Linked DNA regions of Mus musculus: regions 2, 3, 4, 5, 6 and 7 are each linked to region 1. Evidence: chromatin contacts called from public HiCAR-type, HiChIP or PLAC-seq and promoter capture Hi-C data. All regions are on one chromosome and are shown on one strand. The core of a region is the stretch at or near the end of the contact, and the rest is flanking DNA. Distances in the headings are between cores, read along the strand shown.

Region 1 (2,943 bases), core at 289-2,788:
GTATGTCAGCAACTCCCTGCATAATGGGGTTGGCAAAGCAAATTAGAGGTAATCTGTGCAAATCTAATGCATGCTCTCCTTAACTCACAGATCTCTCTCTCTCTCTCTCTCTCTCTCTCTCTAAGTCAGGGTTTCTCTGTTTCTCCTGGCTGTCCTGGAACTCACTCTGTAGACCAGGCTGGCCTCAAACTCAGAAATCTGCCTGCCTCTGCCTCCCGAGTGCTGGGATTAAAGGCTTGGGCCACCACTGCCTGGCAGATTCTCTTAATTGTAAGATTTTTCTTAAGACTCTTTCTTGCTTCTGCAGGTTTGAGGATCTGTACACAAATGTCTGAGGCACTGTGTCAGTACCCAAAGTTTTGTTCAAACATAGTTTTTTGAGTATAACACGAATTTCACCTTGTTGCTCTGCGGTGCGCTAATGTAATAAGACAGTTCACCCATTCCTAAATCAGATTTCTCATCTGTAAATAAACACCCAACGAAACTGTTGTGGTAATTAAATTAGCATAAATGCTCCCTTAAGTTGGTAGTCACTGGTATAAGTATGTTTTAGACTTAAATTATTTGCTCATTCAAAAGCCCCCACCCCTAACTATGGCCAGTTGATGGCTGCTAAGTTAGAGAGTCATAGGTTTAAGTCCCAGGTAAGGCAACCATGCTTCAGCGAATAGCCCCATACCACTGTAGATATGAACAGCACATATCTGACTCCCTGTGTTAGTTTTCTTTTTTTTTTTTAAGTGTGTGTGGTAGGGGTCGAGGTTAAGGGGGAGTGGGAGGGAAGACAATGTAGAAGGAGTTTGAGGTTGAATATGATCAAAATCCACTGGGTGAAATTCTCACAAAGAACTAATACAAATATTACATTTTAAAACATCCAAGAGGATCTCTAATTTTAAAACATAATAATAAGTTGTCTAAAATCACAAAGTGAAGCCATCTGAGGATGGCTGTAGGTGATATATGTTACGTTAATGACAAGTGAGACACATGCATTGGTTCACTAGTAATTACTTGTCTCCCTCAACACCTGCAAACTTTCAGGAACGCGTCGAACAATTTTCGCATCTTTTGTGTCTGGGACACAACCTAGATGTGTGTGTGTGTGTGTGTGTGTGTGAGTAAGTGGGCAAGCCGGTAAAATCCATGGTCAATCGGAGAAGGAAGTGCCAACCACTGATCGGTCCAGGGAAAGCCCACGGTGCTCGCCCTTCGTCCCCACAGCCCTCCTCACCTCCCGGGGTCCAATGGTCACTAGAGCCACAGCGGAGGCCACGGTCCCCATCCCACAGCCCGGGGTCCAGCTGACCGCCTGAGAACGGCGGCTTTCCGGAGGATATTGTCCCACCCTGAGGTCCTCACACTTGGGTGTCTCCTCGCCCCCGACAGCGCCAGAGGCAGCAGCCCCACAGTGTCCCGCGGCGACCGTCACGAGCCACAGGGTGCGGAGAAGGCCCGGAGGCCCCGCCGCTGGGGAAGCCCGACCCGCGGGCCAGGCGGCCGCCATGTTGGGCACCGCGTCCTCGCGCTTCCGGTTCCGCCTCCTAGAGAAGGAAGGGCCTTAAAGGGGCCTGGCAACCGTGGCGCAGCTTAGGGCTTCTAAAGGCTACTCCCTAGGATAACTTGGCACAGCTACATCAGCGAGGTTTTCGAGGGTTGTTGTTGTTGTTGTTTAAATATGTTCGCTTGTTATCTTTGAGCAGGGACCATCTTAATCTCTGTATCGTTCCAATTTTAGTATATGTACTGCCAAAGCAAGCATGGAAACTTTAATAATAATAATAATAATAATAATAATAATAATAAAAACATGCCCATGTCCCAGGGAGACTGCTCAGAGTGTAAAGGCACTTGTTCCGGAGCCTGAAAATTATTTAAATTCAATCCCTGGAACCCACATGATGGAAAAAAAAAAACGGATTTTCACATACACACACACTTTTTAAAAAACTGAATAATTATATAAAAAAATACACGTTTGGGAGTCTTCTCTAGTAGCTTCCCTGAGAACCCTCACAAGGAGACAGAAACTGCTCCTTCTGATGAGCCCCAGCTCCTGGTGGGCACCAGTGTTGATCCTGGAGGCTCTAAAGGATGAGGGTTTCCCTAGGGTTGGAAGAATTTAGATTTAGACTATCTAGAAGTGACCCAAGTGCAATTCTAGATTGCTGTAGACATTATATAGTGGACAAGTGTTCGAGGACAGAATATTGGGCTGAAGAGATGGCTTAGGAGTTGAGAACACTTGCTGGTCTTACAGAGAACCAGGTTAGGTTCCTAGCACCCATGTATTGGCTAAAGCCCTGTAATTCCAGTTCCAGATTGAAGGTCCCCTTCTAGCCTTCTCAAGCTCTATGCACATATTTGGCTCCATGGGTAAAATCCTTTGTTGCTCTGCCTGACAAATGAATTCAATCCCTGGGACCCACAAGGTGGAAATAGCAGACAAAACACTCACATGCATAAAATAAAAATAAATATTGAAAAAGACAGAATATCAGTTATACATCTTACACAATGATAAAAGAACCTTTCCACTTAACTACTACTTGGACTCAGAATGTTCTAGTGATTTTTTAAAATACAACATAAACCCAAAGGACTAAAGGAAGCAATTCTGTGCCTCAGGATTATTGAAATTATGATAGAATTAGATGGTTTCCTGCTGAGTGCAAGAATACTGCTGATCTGTGTATCAATTTTAATACAGATTTAAAACAATTACTTAGAACTGCTGATGCTTTGCTGATTAATCCCATTACTGGATCTATTTTATGGCTTTAGTGATTATCTTTATTCTCTTCCACAATATGTAAATTTAAAAGAATTAAAAGGATTCTGTAAGACAGCAATGAAACTATAAAACTTTTGACTCCTGAGCTGGGATAGTGGTAGAGTTGCCTAGCAAGCACAAGTCCCTGGACATAGTCCCCTGCATCC
Region 2 (2,943 bases), core at 258-2,757, 840 kb before region 1:
ACTCGGGAGGCAGAGGCAGGGAGATTTCTGAGTTTGAGTCCAGCCTAGTCTACAAAGTGAGTTCCAGGACAGCCAGGGCCACACAGAGAAACCCTGTCTAGAAAAAACAAAACAAAACAAAACAAAACAAAACAAAACAAAACAAAACAAAAAAAAACAAAAGGAATATCAGTATGCATTAACCTTCTGCTGTTATTGCTAGCTACATGAATGATATCACAGGATTTCATTTTCCTATCTGAGACCTAAGACTTTGCCTAGCAGTCTGCTTAGGAAACCCATTCCCACAAGCATTGTGCCAAGGATGATAATTCTCCCCCAGGGCAAATCTACATGCCTAAATCACTCCCTAAAAGCAAGAAGAAGAAAGCTGGTTTGAAAGGGCTTGTTTATTTTGTCACTTTTCCCACAGGCAAGGGCATTGCAGGCAATGGTGAGTAGGAAAATGAGACTATAAAGAAATATCTGACAGTGCTTCCTTAATCGTGGTCCACATCTGCTGATCCAGCCAAAAGTGAGGGGGCAGAGGTGAACTTTGCTATGCCATGGTGAATAATGCAATCATACGTTGGATACCAAACTACATTTAACTGCCATATAAATCCTGCCTGCCTCCATACCACACCTCATTATCTCACAGGAAATGTATAGTTTCCACAAAGTCAAATATGCTCCGACCTGTGCCTCTGAAGCTGAGATGGAGATGCAGGGCTGAGAATCATGTGCTTGCTGCACCAGCAGTCCAGCTTCCCTGGAACACATAAGGAACCCTACGCAGACATCCTTAGCATTCACTTGTCATGGGCCATCAGGCAAAACACTTGAACATGCTGCTTTAGAGCTGCCAAATAGAAAATGGGAGTACTCCTTCCTGCCTTGAAAATTAGGAGGTACAAAGATCTTAGCAAATCATTCAAGGTCAAAATCAAACCTATAGCTGAAGATCTGGATGAACATTGACACAAAGTCTGTCTTGACTCACAGTGTCCTTTCCCCCAAAACAACAACAAAAAGTCCTGTCTGTATTTGTATCATTATGGTACTTTGGTCGAAGCAAACTGGGCTAAATCAAACCCTTAGCAATGGCACTTGCTATTTAGGGCCTCTTATTCTCAACAGGCTGAGTTATGCAGATTCCCGAAGAGGATGAAAAAGTGTCAAACGGACACAAGTGTAAATGTCCAAGCCTGATTCTAAAGAACGTGATGAGGTAGCAGAAATTGTATAAGAAAGTGCAGGGGAAACTATCTCGACCTCTGGAGGGGAGAGGAGGGCCATCCGGCAAGCGCTCTGCCTGTGTTCAGAAGGGGAAGGAGCAGGTTGGGTTGGTTTTGCCTTGTTGTCAGCTGCAGGAACTGAGAAGCCCTGTCCAGGTTCAATGCTCCATTCTTAAAGTGGTGAACAAAATCCCTCTTTGTTCCCCAATGAAACTTATCTCTGAAGAGCTGAACCACTTCCTGTGAGATACAGCCCTGCAGATGTGTCCTGCAAGACCCACCCCACTGCTCTGTCTTCAGTCAAAAGGGCAAGAATGATCACTTTGTACTGCTGCCTGAAAACGACACTGACTCCTCTGATCTCAACTGGGGTTACCAAGTGGATAAAGCTTCCTGCTCAGAAGAGAGTCGAAGTGAGTGTCTGTGTGTGTGTGTGTGTGTGTGTGTGTGTGTGTGTGTGTGCCTGTATGTGTGAGTTTCTGTGTGTCTTTTTGTGTGCCTGTGTGTGTGCCTGTGTGTGTGCTTGTGTGTGCATCTAAGTGTGTATCTGCATATGCATCTGTTTGTGTGTGCCTATGTGTTTCTTTTCTTCTTTTGTTAATTTGTTTAGTTATTTATAGAGCTAATAAAGGCAACAAGGAGGGTCAATGCAGCCATGTTTTCCAAACAGTATTTTGTGGAACGTGTCCAAAGATTGGAAGCACTAGCAGCCTGAGGCAGGGGATGAACTGAGTGAAGGCAGTAATTTGCCCCTGGACCCTTCCAACTGCCTGCTGTCCTTTGCTAATACCAACAGTCAAAGAAGTTCTAAAATTTGATGTGTCAAAGTTAATAGCATTTCATCGCAACAAAGACTTGTTTAGATATAAAACGTTTTGTTATGTAACCTACTACTCTGGGGGTTACAGATCCATCTAAAAATCTCCCCCTTCTTCCTGATAACACAGAGCTTCATGATTCTGAATCATTAACTCCAAATCTGGTCTCAGTGTCTTCCTCTATAAAATAAGGTGGTCCTAGCAGTATATATGGCTAGGCTTAGTATACTAACTGGATACTCCAGTTGAACATGTCTTCACATCTATTAACACTGACAAATTGTTATCAATGCACTTTTAGAGTCAGACTCTCTCTTTATCTTGGGAAGTCAAAAGTGATAAATATAATCTTTCATGGAGAAATCCACAATCTGAGTTATAAACAGAAACGAAACAATGAGAGGTAACATGTCTTGAACTTAGCAAGTGGCAAGCTGTTATTTCAAATTATACATTTCCTAACATCTTCCTCTGGGCACTGTTGAACAGATACTAGCCTCAAAGTTGCCTCAGAACTTAAGAAAAATGCACTTTTACACAGATGGAAAGATACAATGAAGACACCATCAAACATGTTACAAAATGCTAGAGAGGGATCAAGGACCAACAACAGTGTCCAGAAGTGTTCTAAACAGCCATCATATGCTTTTCTCTTCAGAGATGACTATGAAGAGCTTTAGCGAGGAGGATGAGCATTTCCACATTGATAGCCCTCTTCTTGGCAGCCCTAAGTTTAAGGTTCATGGAAAAAAATATCCCTTGTATTACAGCACATACACCTCACACATGTCAGGAGAGGAAATGATGACCCAGCCATTCAAGTTAAATGATGAGTTAAAAGTCCACTAAAAGGAAGTACATCTGGAAGCCTGCCCAAGCTCACCATCACCTGGATGTGTGGTTTGCTT
Region 3 (2,943 bases), core at 273-2,772, 760 kb before region 1:
AAAAGTTCATCTATAGAATTTTCATCAAGGATGATCCAGAACTCATTGTGGGTGGCTTACATTCTTTGTTCTGTTTTCCTTGGACTCCTCCTGTGTGACTTCACTATTTCTATCTAAGAATCATCTCAGTGTTCCCTGCAAAGCTTCCAAGATTCATTCCATTTTAATTTGTACTGACCCTAGGGCCTATTCTTAAACCAAAACTGTGGCCAGAAGATGGAAGAAACTGTTTGGTATAATTCATCCATTTGTCCCACAACTAGAGAGGAACCTGGAAGTGATGGGGCTTTAAGTTAGCTCTGTGTCATTGGGATTGGTGACAGGTGAGAATAAAGGTCCAAAAGCCAGCTGCAAGCATCCACTGACTTGTAGACCATTGATGTCACTATAAAAGAAAACCCAGATACATTCTGGGAAAGATGCTCCGTCATACAAGGATATGATGTTGTATTATGATGTTGTATACACAAGGATAAAGTAGGGTTGTCCCAGCTCTTGTGGTGTACAGGGTCATGTCTGTAAGCATACCTGTGACTCTTTCTTCCTTAAATCATGAATGGATTTCTCCCCCAGCTTCAGTTCTGAGCTGTTGCCTCATCAAAAGGACTGTATCCTCCCTCCTTTTTAAACGGGGAAGTATAAAATAAATCAATGAAGTGCTATCTGAAGGTTAAAATGAAATAGAAAAGAAACCACAGTTTTGCCTTTATAATTTGATGTTTTGGGTAGAAGGAGAAACTGGATAAGAGAGACAAAGGGAAGGTTTTTTTAAAGCAAGATTCTGGCTCCTCTCATAAATAGCTTATTAACTCCCTACTGCTGCCTAAGAAGAAATTTGCCAGTTCAGTCAGATGGTTTGCTATATCTCAGTGTGTCAAAGGGACCCAATTCCTAGTCAGACAAATTTCATCAATGCCAGCCATTTAGCAAGAATCAGGAAAAGTGCTACCTAGATCTCTGGGGACTCCTGAAACTACAACCTGTTGGTAAGATTGTCTGACTTTTCTAATGGAAAAACTGCGATTCCTTCAACTGGAACACAAAGGGCAGAAGCATGCTTTAGAATGAGTTAGTATCCTTCCCCACATCAAATCACAAGGCATAAATTTTACTCCGTTTCACGGCTAAATCAGCAGGTGTCTCAGGAAACTAGACTGATCGTGGCATGACCCAGAGGGATCCTTCTTTTTAAGAGTTCAGCCCTGTGCAAAGGAGATCCAAGTCCTGGAAATGCCCCCTGGCTTCCTATGGAAGCTCAGCCTGAACATTCAGTCTCAGAAAGCTGGTTCCAGCCTCCTCATCCTGTCTGTGAGGTCCAGATCCTGGGCAGATGTCTCTCACCATATGCTGGAGGTGATTTAACAAGGCCAAGTGGGCAGCCTGGCCAGAGGCACTCTGGAGCTCTGGGTTACGCCTAGCAAAAGCGCACTGCTGCCGCCTGCCCGGCTGTCCCAGCCTGGCCGCTCCTTCCTGGAGAAGAGACAGCAGCCGCGATTACAGATGCCAAGCAGCGGAAGATATTTTTAAAGCTGCAGCATCTGGCTCCTTGGCAGCCTTTATCCGCTGGTGGGCTGGGTGTTTTGGAGTCGCCTCTGGGCACTTCGCATGGTTTGGCATCTGATTATTGTCTGGGCCGCCTTTTAGAGCTGAGCTGTGGTTGTGGGGTGGGGGATCCCTGACACCCACTGTTGGTGGTGACCTGGGTCTCCCCTCTCAGTGACATCAGTATGTTTCTGCATCTTTTGCGGTTTTTTTAAACTTCCTTTTTAAAAAGTGATAAAAGAAAGATCATTTCCCCTCTGCCAGAGTGGTTTTGAATGGATAGAGCCAGCAGCTCGCAGCTGCCCAACGGTGCCCACACTGGCCTCTTTCCTACTGACTCAAAACAGGCTTTCTTGGCATTCAAACTTCCCTCAGGCTTCACTGTTCCTCTAATGTCTCCCTGGAGAGGGAGGGGTCTACTTTTTCTTTCTTCCTTCCTTTTTCCTTTTAATCCTGTTTTTGCAAGAGATTCTGAGACTTCCTGCACATGTCTAAATACTCTCTCTCTCTCCCTCCCCCCCTCTCTCTCCCTCCCCCTCCTCTCTCTCCCTCCCCCCCTCTCTCTCTCTCTCACACACACACACATACACACCACCCACAAAGAAGGAAAGAGAAAGAAGGCAGACAGGAAGGAAGAGAGGGAGGGAGGGAAGGAAGGACAGAAGGAGGGAGAGAGAGAAAGGAAGGAAGGAAGGCAGAGAGGGAGGGAAGGAAGGAGGGAAGGAGGGAAGGAGGGAAGGAAGGAAGGAAGGAAGGAAGGGAGGAAGGAAGGAAGGAAGGAAGGAAGGAAGGAAGGAAGGAAGGAAGGAAGGAAGGGCGAGCAAGCGAGCAACACTGAATCATCTGGCAAGTTGTATTAACACATGAAACTCAAGAAGAATGAAGACTGAAGTGTGGACACTTTGCCCCTCCTTAGATTTGGGAACAAAACACCCATGGAAGGAGTTACAGAGACAAAGTTTGGAGCTGAGATAAAAGGATGGACCATGTAGAGACTGCCATATCCAGGGATCCACCCCATAATCAGCATCCAAACGCTGACACCATTGCATACACTAGCAAGATTTTATTGAAAGGACCCAGATGTAGCTGTCTCTTGTGAGACTATGCCGGGGCCTAGCAAACACAGAAGTGGATGCTCACAGTCAGCTAATGGATGGATCATAGGGCTCCCAATGGAGGAGCTAGAGAAAGTAGCCAAGGAGCTAAAGGGATCTGCAACCCTATAGGTGGAACAACATTATGAACTAACCAGTACCCCGGAGCTCTTGACTCTAGCTGCATATATATCAAAAGATGGCCTAGTCGGCCATCACTGGAAAGAGAGGCTCATTGGACTTGCAAACTTTATATGCCCCAGTACAGGGGAACACCAGGGCCAAAAAGGGGGAGTGGGTGGGC
Region 4 (2,943 bases), core at 142-2,641, 730 kb before region 1:
TCCCCATAGAAAAGCCCTGTCTACACAAGGCAGGTAGTAAAATTAAGTTCAAATAACTGCCTCAGAAGAGTGTTTCATTTCAGAAAGCCTTGCATTTTCTCCTTACTGGAAATGAGTGTTACAGGACATTAAAAGTCTCTATGTCCTATATGGTGTTTAATATAAACACTCCATTTTTTTCTTTAATCTATCCAAGATCAATACTAAAATCTGTAAGCAGTGAGAGGTGGTGGCAGGAGAGCTGGCATTTCCAGCACAGCATCATTAATGAAACACTTTGGACAATAGTTCTCTTCTAAACAACCCAGCAGTCAGCACTGCTGCCTCTCATTTAAAAAACCTGAAGCGTAGAGAGACCACAGGAAGTGGCCAAGGTCGGGACCAAGGATGAGTCTAGAGATCCCAATATGATCTCATGTGCATATGTGTCATATCCCATATCAACCTTCAAGACTCGCCTCAGCCTTCCCTGGGGTGGATCTGGAGGTCATTGTCAGATCTGTTCCAGGTAGACAGGAGGTAAATGATTCTTTTTACTCCAGATCAGGTACCCTCATAGCAACAGTCAGAAATGACCTCATGTGTACTGATCAACCGCAGGAGAATGTGGAACACCCATACACAATATAGAGACTCTTGAAAGTAACATAAAGAAGACTGAACTACTTGGCTCCACCTTTGAGTTGTTGGGCTTGTCATTAACGGGAATGACAAACCCTAACCTGGAAGTACAGGGTCTAGATGGAGGTGAAGGGAAGACATTTCACATAGCCAAGCACAGCCTCCTGTAATGCATCCTTGCAAATATCTCTGCAACTCCCAAGTTCCCCTTCTCCACAGCTGCTGATGTCTCTCTCCTCTCCCTGCAACCTCTATATCCCCCATCATACCCTTGCTACCTCCTCTTCATGGAGAGCAATTGGCATTCACCTCTGTCGGCATGACTGAGGGAAGTTAAAAATATTCTTTGGGATCCATTTTCTTTTAGGACTTGGGAACTGTTAAAGGAAAAAGGCTAAAAGCTCTTGGTTTTATTATTCCTATCCAGAAATAATGACATGATAGTTTAGTTTCCTGTTCTAGGTTCTTTGCACAGTTCATCTTTTATTTCAGAAAAAAACTCTTCAAGGGCAAATGATGGTCCCCATTTTACAGAGAAGAATATTGAGATTTAGAGGAATCAAGTTATTTAGAAGATCAAGTTTACTGCTTCAGAATACCCAAGTCTAACTCCAAAAGCACCAGCTGTACCATATATAGAAGAATCAGGAAGAGTAGAGCTCCACCTCCCAGCCAGCCAGTTCAAAACAGCTGCAGCTCCACGCCCCATCCCATTTCCTCCAGCCAGAGGGGAAAGGAAGCTTGTTACCTTTGAGTCTATAGACCCACTTCCTGAAGCAGCCTGGGGTGCTGAGTACACACATGGTGGGGCTTCCCCATGCCTGTAGACCTGCCTAACTGCCCGCTAGCCACATCTGGAACATATTTTAAATTACCTTTAACCACAACTGCAAAAGACTCGTGTGTGTGTGTGTGTGTGTGTGTGTGTGTGTGTGTGTATGTGTATGTGTGTGTGTGTGTGTGTGTGTGTGTGTGTGTGTGTGTGTGTGTGTGTGTGTGTGTTGTATGTGTATATAAGTTTAATATATTAAGCAAGTGACTTGGAGTATTTGCTGAAGCTCTGCATGGGAGACCTATGTCCCCACTTCCTTTACTCTCCCTAGCTCTGCACAGGAAACCTGAGCTGCTTCATGTGGAAAACTGGGTATGAGAATTGTTCTGAGGGCATACACAAACTCTCACGGCTCTTTTGGAATGTGACTCTATTTTAAGTGAGTACTGGGAAATGGTATAGGATGAGCCGAAATCAAACAATCAGCTTTAGAACCAAAGTGACCCAAAAGGGAGTCCTAGACTTGCTGGATAGATACTGCCAGGAAGATCCCAGGACAGTCATTTTCCCCGGGGCCCCATCCCATAAGAGGGTTGCTAAGGAAGAGTGAGATAGTGCAAAAGTAGATGTAAATGATCCTTTCTGACTTTTCCAAAGACAACTTCTCACTCTCTTCCTGCTCCTCTTAACACTGGGGTCATCCCCAAGTGACATCCCTTGGGATGGTAGTTTAGGATTAGCCACGTTTGAGTACTGTTCCTGCATTTATGAGCTATGAAGCAATCTCTGCTTTGTATTTATTTTCCCACATATTAGATGAGCATAGCATCACTCATTCTCAAAACCCCTTAGATAAGGAATCCTGTAGCAGGTAGACCTTCACTGAAGGAGCTCAGCTTTCTTCCAGAAGAAGAGGTAGGTGAAGCTTGGTGTTTGTCCAAAAGCAAAGGGGGGGGCAGAAATAAATCATTTCTAGAGCACATTTGTATAACAAAAGTATCTGGACTGTAGGGGCAGGGATCTTTAAGCCATCAGTCTATTATCTTGGGCCCTGAAGGGTTCCGTACTGTGTAGTGGTTTGCCCATAGTCTATACCTGGGTGGGGGGAAAAAAACTAAATAGGATGGTATTACCCAAGACTGACATCCTGGACGATTCTCCGAATCAGAACCCAGGAGGTGGTATTCCATACCAGAAGTGTCCACTGAGGAAACAGGGATGTGATAAAAATAACTATTAGCTCATGGCATGGACATGTGAGGGAATATAAAATTTAGTCTAAAATCAGCCAGGCTCCTGCTGTTGGCCAGCGCTTACCCTGCAACTTCCCAGCAACCCATCATCCAGCCAGCCCCATCCAGACCCAATCCAGGGGCCAGCACTGCAGACAAATGTCTCAGCTTTACCAGGGCCACAAGTGTATCTTCATGCCTACACTTCAGAAAGAGTTTTCTCATTCAGATAGATTCTCAAGGTAGCTTTCTGACCCAGATCTTGAAAAGCAGCAGCCATCAGACCCCTCCTGATTAACTTGGAAAATGAAGAAAACC
Region 5 (2,943 bases), core at 139-2,638, 710 kb before region 1:
GGGAAAACAGAGTGAGCACTTCCTTCCCACCTACAGCTTCCACTTCCCCAAATTAACATGGAGGCTTCCTCTAAGCTGACAATTCACCTGAACCTCTGAGCTCACTGAGCAGCCATTCATGGACCATTTCCTCCAATGGGGTAAGAAAGTGCAAGTAACACCTTGACTTCAGTGGCCAGATCTCTCCCTCTCCCTCTCCCTCCCCCTCCCCCTCCCCCTCCTCTTCTCCCTCTCCCTCTCTCCCTGCCCCCTCTCCCTCTCTCCCTGCCCCCTCTCCCTCCCCCTCTCCCTCCCCCTCTCTCTCCCCCTCTCTCCCTCTCTAATCTTGCATGTGAATACATGGATGTGCTCATTTCTGTATATATTTGTACATATCATTATATGTTCATTCATACATATATGTATGTGTGTGTGAATGTTCCAGTGCCTCCTACAGGCTGAGCTAGTGCTCTACCACTGAGCAATCCCACTCACCTTCCCTGAGAACCTTCGACATGGGACCTACCCTAGATTGGCACATTTGGATTGTCAGATATAGTGAGCATAGGTACAGTGTTGAATAGCCGACCTCTAGAACTCACTCACCTGATGAGCTGAACACTGATGCTATTGAACTGTCAACCGGACATTTGCTTGGTTCCTAGACTGTTTGTGGCAACTACCAATCTCCTGTTTTATTACAAGAATTTGATGTTGAGATATTGTAAGAGTGGAACTGTGCAATCTTTCTCACTTTATCACATATATTTCACTTAACATAATGCTTTCAGGGTTCACAGCCTTCTTTTAAAGGCTAAACAGCATCCCATTGCATGAATACGAATCTCTTCTTTTCCACTTGTCTTTCGGGGGACATGATATTTCTGCATCCTCCTCACTTTGAATATGGCTGTAGTAAACTAAGGAGGGTTAATATCTCTCTGATATCCTGATTTCAAACCTCTAGGATAAATGGCCGAAAGTGTTGGATCCCGTGGCAGTTCTGCTTTTAACTTTCAAGGTACCTTCACACTGTTTGCATTCACACTAACACAGCGCGGGATTCCAGTTTCTCTGCATTCTCTCTTAACTCTCTCCACATCGTCTCCTAAGCCTCTCTGCTCTCTGTTCTCCAGAGCGACAGTGTCCCGGCAGCCCAGCAGAGAAGGATCAATCAAGTCACGGTTAGCATAGGTCTGAGTGTCCGTTCTCTATGCCCCTGCCCACACCAGCTGCGTCATGGCTTTACGCAGAAGAATGAGAGATTAGAGACCGACCGTGAGAATCCAAAGCTTGCAGAACCCCTCAAAAAGGGGAAAAGCCTTTGTCATCAAAGGAGTTAATGAGCACACGTCTCTGCAGGAAGCCCTAAAGAAATGAGTGTTCTGAGTGTAGAACATTCACTTTACAGTAGGTGGTGTTATTGTTACATGCTCATACAGACAGTACTAATTAACAATCCTAAAGGCCACATCATTAAATTATCTTCAGCTTAAAGCCCTGCAATGTTTAGCACATCCCAGCAATTCAATTATATTCAAGGCAGTAGCCTGAATGTCAGGTACTCTTCTGTGGCCAGCGAAGAGCAAGCAGCTCTCAAAAGCAGATGAACCCCAGAAGGAGAGAACAGCTCTGACACACACACACACACACACACACACACACACACACACACACACACACCCTTGTCCCTCTTCCCAACATACATGCTAGATGGGAAGCAAAGATAAATTTCAAAGAAAATGCAGGAGTGAAACACGGACCTTACCAATTCTATATGTAAAAACAGGAAGACTCTGACAAGATCTTTAAAATCTGACATGAAAAATCGGCTCACTGCCCTCCCATCTCCTCAAGGTCCCCTGTCTGCATTTTCTTCTGAGCCTTCCTACCTCCCTTGTGATTTCTGAGCACAGCACACTGTGTCTGGGGGTTGAACTTGGACGACTTTGTAGCTTGTGGCTGGGCTTTCCCTGCAGTGAGCACTCAAAGGAGAGCACAAAGCTGTTCTGTTCCTCACCCTAGGAGACAGTTCCTGTGCAGAAAAGGCTTTGAGAGAGAGAGAGAGAGAGAGAGAGAGAGAGAGAGAGAGAGAGAGAGAGAGAGAGAGAAGTGGGCTCAACCTCATTTGACCTTCCCCATGCAGATGAGGTCCTGTGTGTAGGCTCAGCGCATCTCAGCAGGCCAAGTGACCTCCATTGGCAGGCAACACCGTGACACAACCTCTAGGTCGAAAGCTGCCTGTGGAAGAGGAACATCTATGGGTCCACTGATTAGCACACAAAGAGACAGACAGAGCCAGCGGGCAGCTGGCTAGCCAGGACACTCATCTGCAGGCACAGAAGCAGCAGACAGAGCCATCTGCCTCAGTTTCTCTGAACTATCTCCCTTAGTCGCCATCTCTGTAGAAACCATTTCAGCATCCATCCTTACTCCAGTACCACCCCAGTGTTCCTCGGGAAGATCCCACAAGATCCTTGGGGTCAAGCAACATATGAATCTACTTATCATGCTCCATTACAAAGAGTACATCCCAGTAAAGATTTCTGGATGGTATGAGAGCTGGAGAGAAGGTTGAGGGACAAACAGATGACAGATAAATGGCCAAAGCACACCAAAATGATCTTGCTCCCCTCTGTGGGAACTGAATCCTCCCCTGATAGTACCAAGATGGATCCTGGCTCTCCAGAGAGGAAATTGGTGACAGAAGCCAGTCTCTCTCTAAGATGAACATCGCTATCCAGTCAGGATATTGTTGCCACAGACCCAATAGAGCTTTTCTTAGTTTCCCTGCCTATGGTCTAGACAGGTACTGCCAGACATCAAATAACCTGTCTCTGGGCTTTGCAAACTCATAAAGCATTGTTGAGATCCTGTCTCTACCATGGCATCTTACAAACCTACTGGATCTAAGACAGCTCCAACACAGGCTCCAACCATTTACATGTGGAGGAGAATAACAGA
Region 6 (2,943 bases), core at 217-2,716, 610 kb before region 1:
CAGACTCTAGTCCTGTCATCTCCACCAGGGAGCGGATTCCCAGTCTGTGTGCCAGCGTCGGAATCTGGGGAGTTTTAAAGAAGGGTAGGTAAATACAGAAGGCTGCAAAACTTCAGGAGGGAGAGGAGGAGGAGAAAATGAGAGTTTGGAGGAGACAGGTATACTTTTTCCCCCTCTAGAAGAAAAGAGAGTCTAGAGAGAAAGTGTTGAGTTTTTTTTTTTTTAAGGAAGAAAGAAAGAAAGAAAGAAAGAAAGAGAGAAAGAAAGAGAGAAAGAAAGAAAGAAAAGAAAGAGGGAAGGAAGGAGGGAAGGACAGAAGAAAAAGAAAGCTGGAAGAGCAGGCTTGTTGGCAATGTGCCAAACCCTAAAACCACCCCCCCCCCTTCTGCCAAAACAATACTTTAGCAAACCTAAAATAATTGCAGGAAGCTCTTTTCCATCTTGAGAACTATTACCTGGGGAAGGGAAAAGTTGGGATCCACAAAGACGCACCCTTGAAGAGTGTGTCTGGGGAACAGGGACTCAGATGTTAGTCCTGGGCTCCCATTTGGGGATACAAACATATCTCTTTCCTAAGGGGGCAACCCTTTCACAGTTTTCCTTCTCAGTATACAGAAAAATGTCCCAGCTAAACCACTGTTGTTTCTGACGTGACAGAACTTTTTTGGGCGTTTGTGTTTAAACCCACCAGCTCCTGGGTTCTGGGAGAGAAGAGCGTTCGCTCATGACTCTCCTCCTTGCTTTCTCCAGACACCTCCTCCCCCGCAATCTGGGGAATCTTTGGGGTGATCTTCCTATCCCCCCCACCCCCAGATTCTGACTGCTATAGAGTCGTAGCTGAAAAGTTAGCAGGCTTTTGTGCATATTACCTCTCCCGACGATACTATTCCCATAGAAAGCTTCGCAGGAGAGATTACAATGCTTTTGAGCTTTACCGCATTTCAGAGGAAGGGAGGAAAAGTTACCTAGAAGGTCTGATTTTTTACAAGAAATTTGCATACATGCAAATGTAACGCGCGCCCTTCTCTGGGGTTCCTAGGGAGCCCAACCCGCGGCCCACGGGGGTGCGGGGCGCCCCGACAAAGTTGCCCCAATCCTCTCCCGACGTCCGCGGAGGGCTGCGGCGCGGGTGGGGGGATGGGGAGGAGGAAAAGTAGTTTTGTTTGCTTAAGCACATCCTGTGGCAGCCTATAGCCGCCCGGAGGACACGCTGAAAAAACCGCTCCGCGCCGCGTTCCCGGGGACCGCGCCGAGCGGGGCGGGGGGCGGGGGGCCGCGGGAGGCAGCGAGCGCGGAGCGAGCGGCGGGCGGGCGGGCGGCCCTGCAGGCTGGGGACCGGTGTCAGCGCCGCAGCCGCCCCTCCCCCACCCGGCTCCCCCCCACCCCGCCCCCCCACCCCCACCCCACCCCACCCCCACACCCCCGCGGCGGCGGCGCGAGCGGGCGGCGGCCGTGCGGTGCGGTGCAGAACGCGGCGCAGGCGGGCGCGCGGGCAGCTCGCGGGCACCCGGCCGGCCGGCGCGGGAGCGGGAAAGGGTGCGCTATGCCTTTAACGCCCGCGTACAGTAGACAGTATAGTGGAGTGTAGGGAAACTCTAGGCGGGGTTAAAGTTCAGCGCGTGGAGCGGCAAGAGCGCTGGCTGCTGCAGTTGAGCCGAGTTGGAAATGTGAACGCAAGAAGCAGGCTTGATTTTTTATTCCTCCCCCCCTCCTAGCTCTCTCCTCCTCTCTCTCCCTCTCGCACCCACACTCACGCACACCTCCAGCCCGCACACAGACGTGCACGCACCCCCCGCCGCCCGGCAGTTATGTATTCTCCGCTCTGTCTCACCCAGGTAAGCAGCTGCGGGGGCGCGGGGCGGCCGTGTGCCTCGGCGGGAGCCGTGTCTGCGCGTGTTTCTGTGTGTGCGCGCGCGTGTGCGGGGGGGGGGGCTGCAGCTTTAAGAAAGTAACTTTGTTTCCATGCGGGTGCATTCCTCCTGCTCGGCCATTTGTGTGGGCACATGGCTAATGGCGCCCTCTTATTAATGCGTTAATTAATATCGGGGCGCCGGACTGCGGAGCTCCGCCGGGGCTTGCGGGCGCCCCGCACGTGTGTCCGCGGCTGCAGCCCCTGACACGCTGCAATCTGGACTCTGGCGGCTGCGGCGCGGAGCGCGGTGCCCGCGATTCCTCCGCTCCAGGGAGGGGCGGCTGAGCCCCGCAAGCCCCGCACGCCGGCTGCACCCGGGGCGCCCTGGCTGCCGGGGTCCTCCCGCGCCGCCGCGCCCCCCGCCGACGCCCCGAACTCTTACTTTTGTTTTGTGCCAGCTTTGCGGGCCGGCCCGGGCAGCGCCCCTCGGACGCGGCGGGCGGGCAGTGCTAGCCTTAGTCCGTGGGCTGCGGAGACGCACTCCCCGCGCCGGCCCGGGACCTTGCTGTCCTTGCCTCCTGCCCGCGACCCCCAGGCGAAAGTTTCGGGGTCTGGCGAGCCCACGCCGCGGAGGCCACAGAGCCGCCAAGGCCGCGGGTCGGGCCGGGCTGGGCCGCTGCGGGCGGAGTGGGACTCCGGCTCGAGGGCGAGCGGCGGCCAGGGCCCGAGTCGGCTGCCCCGCCGCCGCCGCCGCCTAGGCAAGCCCCGGGCGGCTCAGCCAGCAGGACCCGGCAACTTTCCCTGCAGCCCCACTCGCGGCGTGGGGCCTGGTGCCCCTCCGCCTGCCCCTCCTGCCCGAGCCTCCCAGCCCATCCCTCCCGGTCGAGTCTGCACCAGCAGCAAGGAAACACTGCTATTTTGCGGCTCCGGATCTGGTCCCGTTTGAATATATTATTTATTTTCTCTGACTAAAAGGCATAAAGTCAGAGTGATTTGCGCTAATTTTTCTCTTTAAGTACGAGTCTTTATATGGCTTTAAAACATTGCACCCTGGCCAGTAATCACCTACATGAAGTTATATGCTTCCAGCA
Region 7 (2,943 bases), core at 276-2,775, 570 kb before region 1:
TGACCGCCTTTAACTATGCCCTTCCCGGAGCATTTTGAATGGCTGTTTTCAAGTAACAACCTAGGCAGTTACCTTATTGATTTTAAGAAAGACCCTTTTTAGCTATAAAAGCATATACTATCTTCTTTGGATTCTGGCTTAGAAATTACCTACTATGGTCAGAAATGTTTACCCAAAACTCTCTCCTCAAAAACAAGTAAAACTTATATGGAGTAAAATTTATAAACAAGAAAACAGAAGTATTACACACACACACACACACACACACACATGCACACATTACACACCTTTGCACATGCACACATGCACACATTATGTACATGCACTTCCACTTTCTCCCCTGGAATTAGTTTTCATTGAACATGAAGACACTTTTCTACTCATTTGGATTCTATTTTTACTTCATTCACAGGAAGTGATGACTATACACTCAACACAAACAGAGTTCACTTCATGGGGTGAAGAATTTTCACTCTGTAAATAGATTTCAAAATGAAAGAACCTTTCTTGCTCAGCACCATCACATGCACATTAGGTTCCATCATGTGCACAGTAGATACCATGTTACACAGAGCGGACCAAGTTATGTTCAATAGTGTGTGACCAGATCGCCAGTATCCTATCAACGCAAAGAGGAATTCTTAATCTAACTTGTTTGGAAGCATGAATGTACTCGATAGTATCTTGGTAAGAAGAAATGTTTACCACCTAGACCTCAGAAGTCAGAGGTGACATGGAATGAGTTTGGACTTTGCTTCCTTCACACTGTCTTTCAGTTTTAAAGTTATAGAATTTCATTTTCGTGAGTGTGTGTCATTGCAGTGGGTTAATATGAAGGTGGAAAGATACTCTAAAGGGAGACCAGCATCACCGCCCATCACAGGAAAGATTCTAGGAAACAAATGGGTAGCCATAGGCTTGGAATCATAGAATGTCCTAGTTGTGAGGGACCTTAAGTTCCATTTAATCCAAAATTTAGATCCCACGACCTGGATGAGATATGTGTTTTGTAATTGTGAATGGACTTTACTCATGATGTACTTCTAGTTGTTTATGTTAATAATGAGAATAATCTGTATGACAGTCTCCCTTTCTTTGGATGTTTGTATGATGCTTGTTAATCTATTTTCGGTAAAAACATGTAAGAGAAAATTGCAATCGAGCATTGTAATCTGAAAAAAAAGTAATCTGCAATTATTGGATTGATTGTGCTTTTGGCAGTGAAGTTGTTATAGTTTGAAGTTTTTAACCAACTTGAATATGTCCCAGAGTTTACACAGGGTTGTTTATAGTCTCACTAGAGACAATCTATCTGCTTCTTTGTCCTGACATTTTATATGGATGTCATGAACCAACATCAAGACAACATAAGTAGCAAGCACTATGGATTTCATTACTCACTCCAAACATGGGAATTGCAAAATATCTTTCTTTAAATATTTTCTCACTGTGGTGCAACTGTGGAGGGCCAAATTCCAGCTTAAATAAAGTTTCAATCTAACCAGTTGGTAGGACTGGTGGCCCTAGTAGAACTCTTTCTAGGTTTGGGCTGTGTTTTGGCTGCTCCAAGTGAACCCCTCACTTCTCTGTTTGGTGTGTGTATATGAGACATGGGACATTCTCATGCTGCCATCTCTTTTTTGAGCCATCTCTGTGAGATTCTGTACTACTCAGCGCTTTCCTGCTGCTGATAATCTTCTTATATGATATCCTATCAGCACAATCCCTTTAAGGAATTATCTTTCTGTTTTGTTCAGTCCTTCCATTCTGGTTTCTAAATGTTTGTTCTTTTCTCTTAAATAATTCTTCTAATGGAGACTGCATGTGGTTATGAGGTCAAAGTCAGTCAGTAGTCAAGGCAAGAAGCTACTGCTGTGGAACTGGTCCTGACACAAGCTATTCCATTGTCAGCAACTCCTCTGTGGGCAGCTTGATGGAACACTGCAGAGGGTAGGAAGACACTTGCACTGTGATTTCTTTTCTTTCTATAGTGCACATAGAAATAGTAGGGTTTGGGGGGTTTCTTCGAGAAAATTTGCAGATTACTCAAATATAGGTGAAAGAATCTCAAGTTTGCTCATTTTGGCATAATTTTAAGACAAACGTGTTAGTGTTGGATCTGGGCCTGTGATGGGTGAATGAGTGTTTCAGTGAAATGACATAAGTCTGTGTAATTTGGAGGGTAATGATGCCTTAGAACAAGAATAAATCTGGAGCCATGGAAAGACTCCATATTCTAGATGAATGCATGCTTCCTCTTGTGACTATGAAAAATGAAATTAAATCTTTATTTATGTGCATCTACTTGAGCAACACTATACGGGCTTAATTTATCATATATTTCAGAACCAGTGGTATTAACCTTAACCTCTTTACTCACATTGCATATGATATTTAATCCATCATCTTTGTTTTAAACAAACAATACACAAGCTGTTCCTGGCATTGGTGTTAAGCGGATGGCCCATCTGGAGAGCAGGAATATAGATCATGAGCATAAGAGAATTGAAATTGTGTACAAGGATGGATTTGCATGTGTAAAACCTTTCTGTTTTACCATCCTTTTTTTTTTTAAATCAGATTATTTCATACTAGGTGAAATAACTCCCTTCTCCTTCAGTCTAACCTATGTGTTCTGTTGGAGAGAGAGAGAGTCCTTTCAGTGTGACGGGAAGAACAATTGAGTTTTGAAAGATAATTAAATAATGGGCCACTACGGTTTTTGTTGTTATTGTTGATATTAATTTTTGCTGTGGTAGTCCGTGCAGCAGGGCAGAGACAGCACAGGCGAGGGGTTTAGGTCTGAGTCTGTGCCCAGTGCGTTAGAGCCTTGGCTGTCAGGATCCTTGAGCTACCATTTTATGGGAGCAAATGTGAGAATTTTTGTAGGTCATGCATTTAGCTAGGCCTTGTAAGGTGAGCAAGCTCTGCCCAGTGCTCATG

The links. Promoter capture Hi-C pulls out the DNA fragments that hold promoters and counts their contacts. HiCAR-type assays count read pairs that join an accessible place to other places. HiChIP or PLAC-seq counts read pairs in DNA pulled down with a chosen protein or histone mark.
Region 2: an H3K27ac HiChIP or PLAC-seq map of thymic regulatory T cells shows a contact between it and region 1, with 7 times the contacts expected there. The contact joins the enhancer-like site here to the promoter of Tm2d1 in region 1. A contact is called at or near these places in 2 of 39 promoter capture datasets (cranial neural crest and hippocampal neurons), 7 of 115 datasets of contacts at active chromatin or transcription factors (the NIH/3T3 cell line, bone marrow-derived dendritic cells, bone marrow-derived macrophages and 4 more) and 1 of 9 other capture datasets (liver).
Region 3: a contact with region 1 is called in an H3K4me3 HiChIP or PLAC-seq map of embryonic forebrain, with 6 times the contacts expected there. The contact joins the enhancer-like site here to the promoter of Tm2d1 in region 1. A contact is called at or near these places in 2 of 39 promoter capture datasets (cranial neural crest and hippocampal neurons) and 8 of 115 datasets of contacts at active chromatin or transcription factors (astrocytes, bone marrow-derived macrophages, cardiomyocytes and 4 more).
Region 4: a contact with region 1 is called in a promoter capture Hi-C map of hippocampal neurons, with 7 times the contacts expected there. The contact joins the enhancer-like site here to the promoter of Tm2d1 in region 1. A contact is called at or near these places in 5 of 39 promoter capture datasets (the 3T3-L1 cell line, cranial neural crest, hippocampal neurons and 2 more), 4 of 115 datasets of contacts at active chromatin or transcription factors (embryonic forebrain, forebrain, large pre-B cells and 1 more) and 1 of 9 other capture datasets (adipose tissue).
Region 5: a HiCAR-type map of astrocytes shows a contact between it and region 1, with 3 times the contacts expected there. The contact joins the enhancer-like site here to the promoter of Tm2d1 in region 1. A contact is called at or near these places in 5 of 39 promoter capture datasets (the 3T3-L1 cell line, cranial neural crest, hippocampal neurons and 2 more), 10 of 115 datasets of contacts at active chromatin or transcription factors (astrocytes, bone marrow-derived dendritic cells, bone marrow-derived macrophages and 6 more) and 2 of 9 other capture datasets (adipose tissue and pancreatic islet).
Region 6: a contact with region 1 is called in a promoter capture Hi-C map of hematopoietic stem and progenitor cells. The contact joins the promoter of Nfia here to the promoter of Tm2d1 in region 1. A contact is called at or near these places in 14 of 39 promoter capture datasets (the C10 cell line, the HPC-7 cell line, cranial neural crest and 9 more), 1 of 15 datasets of contacts at CTCF or cohesin (the NIH/3T3 cell line), 20 of 484 Hi-C or Micro-C datasets (B cells, CD4 T cells, CD8 T cells and 13 more), 27 of 115 datasets of contacts at active chromatin or transcription factors (the SCID.adh cell line, bone marrow-derived macrophages, cardiomyocytes and 18 more) and 5 of 9 other capture datasets (adipose tissue, embryonic stem cells, liver and 2 more).
Region 7: an H3K4me3 HiChIP or PLAC-seq map of bone marrow-derived macrophages shows a contact between it and region 1, with 5 times the contacts expected there. The contact joins the enhancer-like site here to the promoter of Tm2d1 in region 1. A contact is called at or near these places in 6 of 39 promoter capture datasets (the 3T3-L1 cell line, the C10 cell line, embryonic stem cells and 2 more), 8 of 115 datasets of contacts at active chromatin or transcription factors (the NIH/3T3 cell line, bone marrow-derived dendritic cells, bone marrow-derived macrophages and 5 more) and 1 of 9 other capture datasets (adipose tissue).

Annotation. Positions count from the first base shown.
Region 1 is chr4:98,381,727-98,384,669 of GRCm38.p6, forward strand. It overlaps Tm2d1 (TM2 domain containing 1), which reads right to left and starts at 1,539. Exons shown (of 7, transcript NM_053157.2): 1 at 1,344-1,539. The coding sequence starts at 1,510.
Region 2 is chr4:97,542,769-97,545,711 of GRCm38.p6, forward strand. No RefSeq gene overlaps it. Among named protein-coding and RNA genes, the nearest start is that of E130114P18Rik, 40 kb to the right of the region's middle. Within about 2 kb of position 1,508, at least 41 of the 459 cell types and tissues checked have an H3K27ac peak or open chromatin away from gene starts, as enhancers often do. A contact at or near this core is called in neural tube and thymic regulatory T cells, where this site is marked.
Region 3 is chr4:97,617,324-97,620,266 of GRCm38.p6, forward strand. It overlaps a transcript of Nfia not described here. Among named protein-coding and RNA genes, the nearest start is that of E130114P18Rik, 34 kb to the left of the region's middle. Within about 2 kb of position 1,523, at least 90 of the 459 cell types and tissues checked have an H3K27ac peak or open chromatin away from gene starts, as enhancers often do. A contact at or near this core is called in astrocytes, embryonic forebrain and hippocampal neurons, where this site is marked.
Region 4 is chr4:97,656,375-97,659,317 of GRCm38.p6, forward strand. It overlaps a transcript of Nfia not described here. Among named protein-coding and RNA genes, the nearest start is that of E130114P18Rik, 73 kb to the left of the region's middle. Within about 2 kb of position 1,392, at least 48 of the 459 cell types and tissues checked have an H3K27ac peak or open chromatin away from gene starts, as enhancers often do.
Region 5 is chr4:97,674,808-97,677,750 of GRCm38.p6, forward strand. It overlaps a transcript of Nfia not described here. Among named protein-coding and RNA genes, the nearest start is that of E130114P18Rik, 92 kb to the left of the region's middle. Within about 2 kb of position 1,389, at least 36 of the 459 cell types and tissues checked have an H3K27ac peak or open chromatin away from gene starts, as enhancers often do. A contact at or near this core is called in adipose tissue, astrocytes and forebrain, where this site is marked.
Region 6 is chr4:97,776,160-97,779,102 of GRCm38.p6, forward strand. It overlaps Nfia (nuclear factor I/A), which reads left to right and starts at 1,467. Exons shown (of 11, transcript NM_010905.3): 1 at 1,467-1,835. The coding sequence starts at 1,809. Gm38709 (a long non-coding RNA gene) reads right to left here and starts at 1,264. Exons shown (of 5, transcript XR_003955232.1): 1 at 870-1,264; 2 at 1-64.
Region 7 is chr4:97,814,771-97,817,713 of GRCm38.p6, forward strand. The region is part of intron 2 of Nfia (nuclear factor I/A); the gene reads left to right. Among named protein-coding and RNA genes, the nearest start is that of Nfia, 39 kb to the left of the region's middle. Within about 2 kb of position 1,526, at least 10 of the 459 cell types and tissues checked have an H3K27ac peak or open chromatin away from gene starts, as enhancers often do. A contact at or near this core is called in liver, where this site is marked.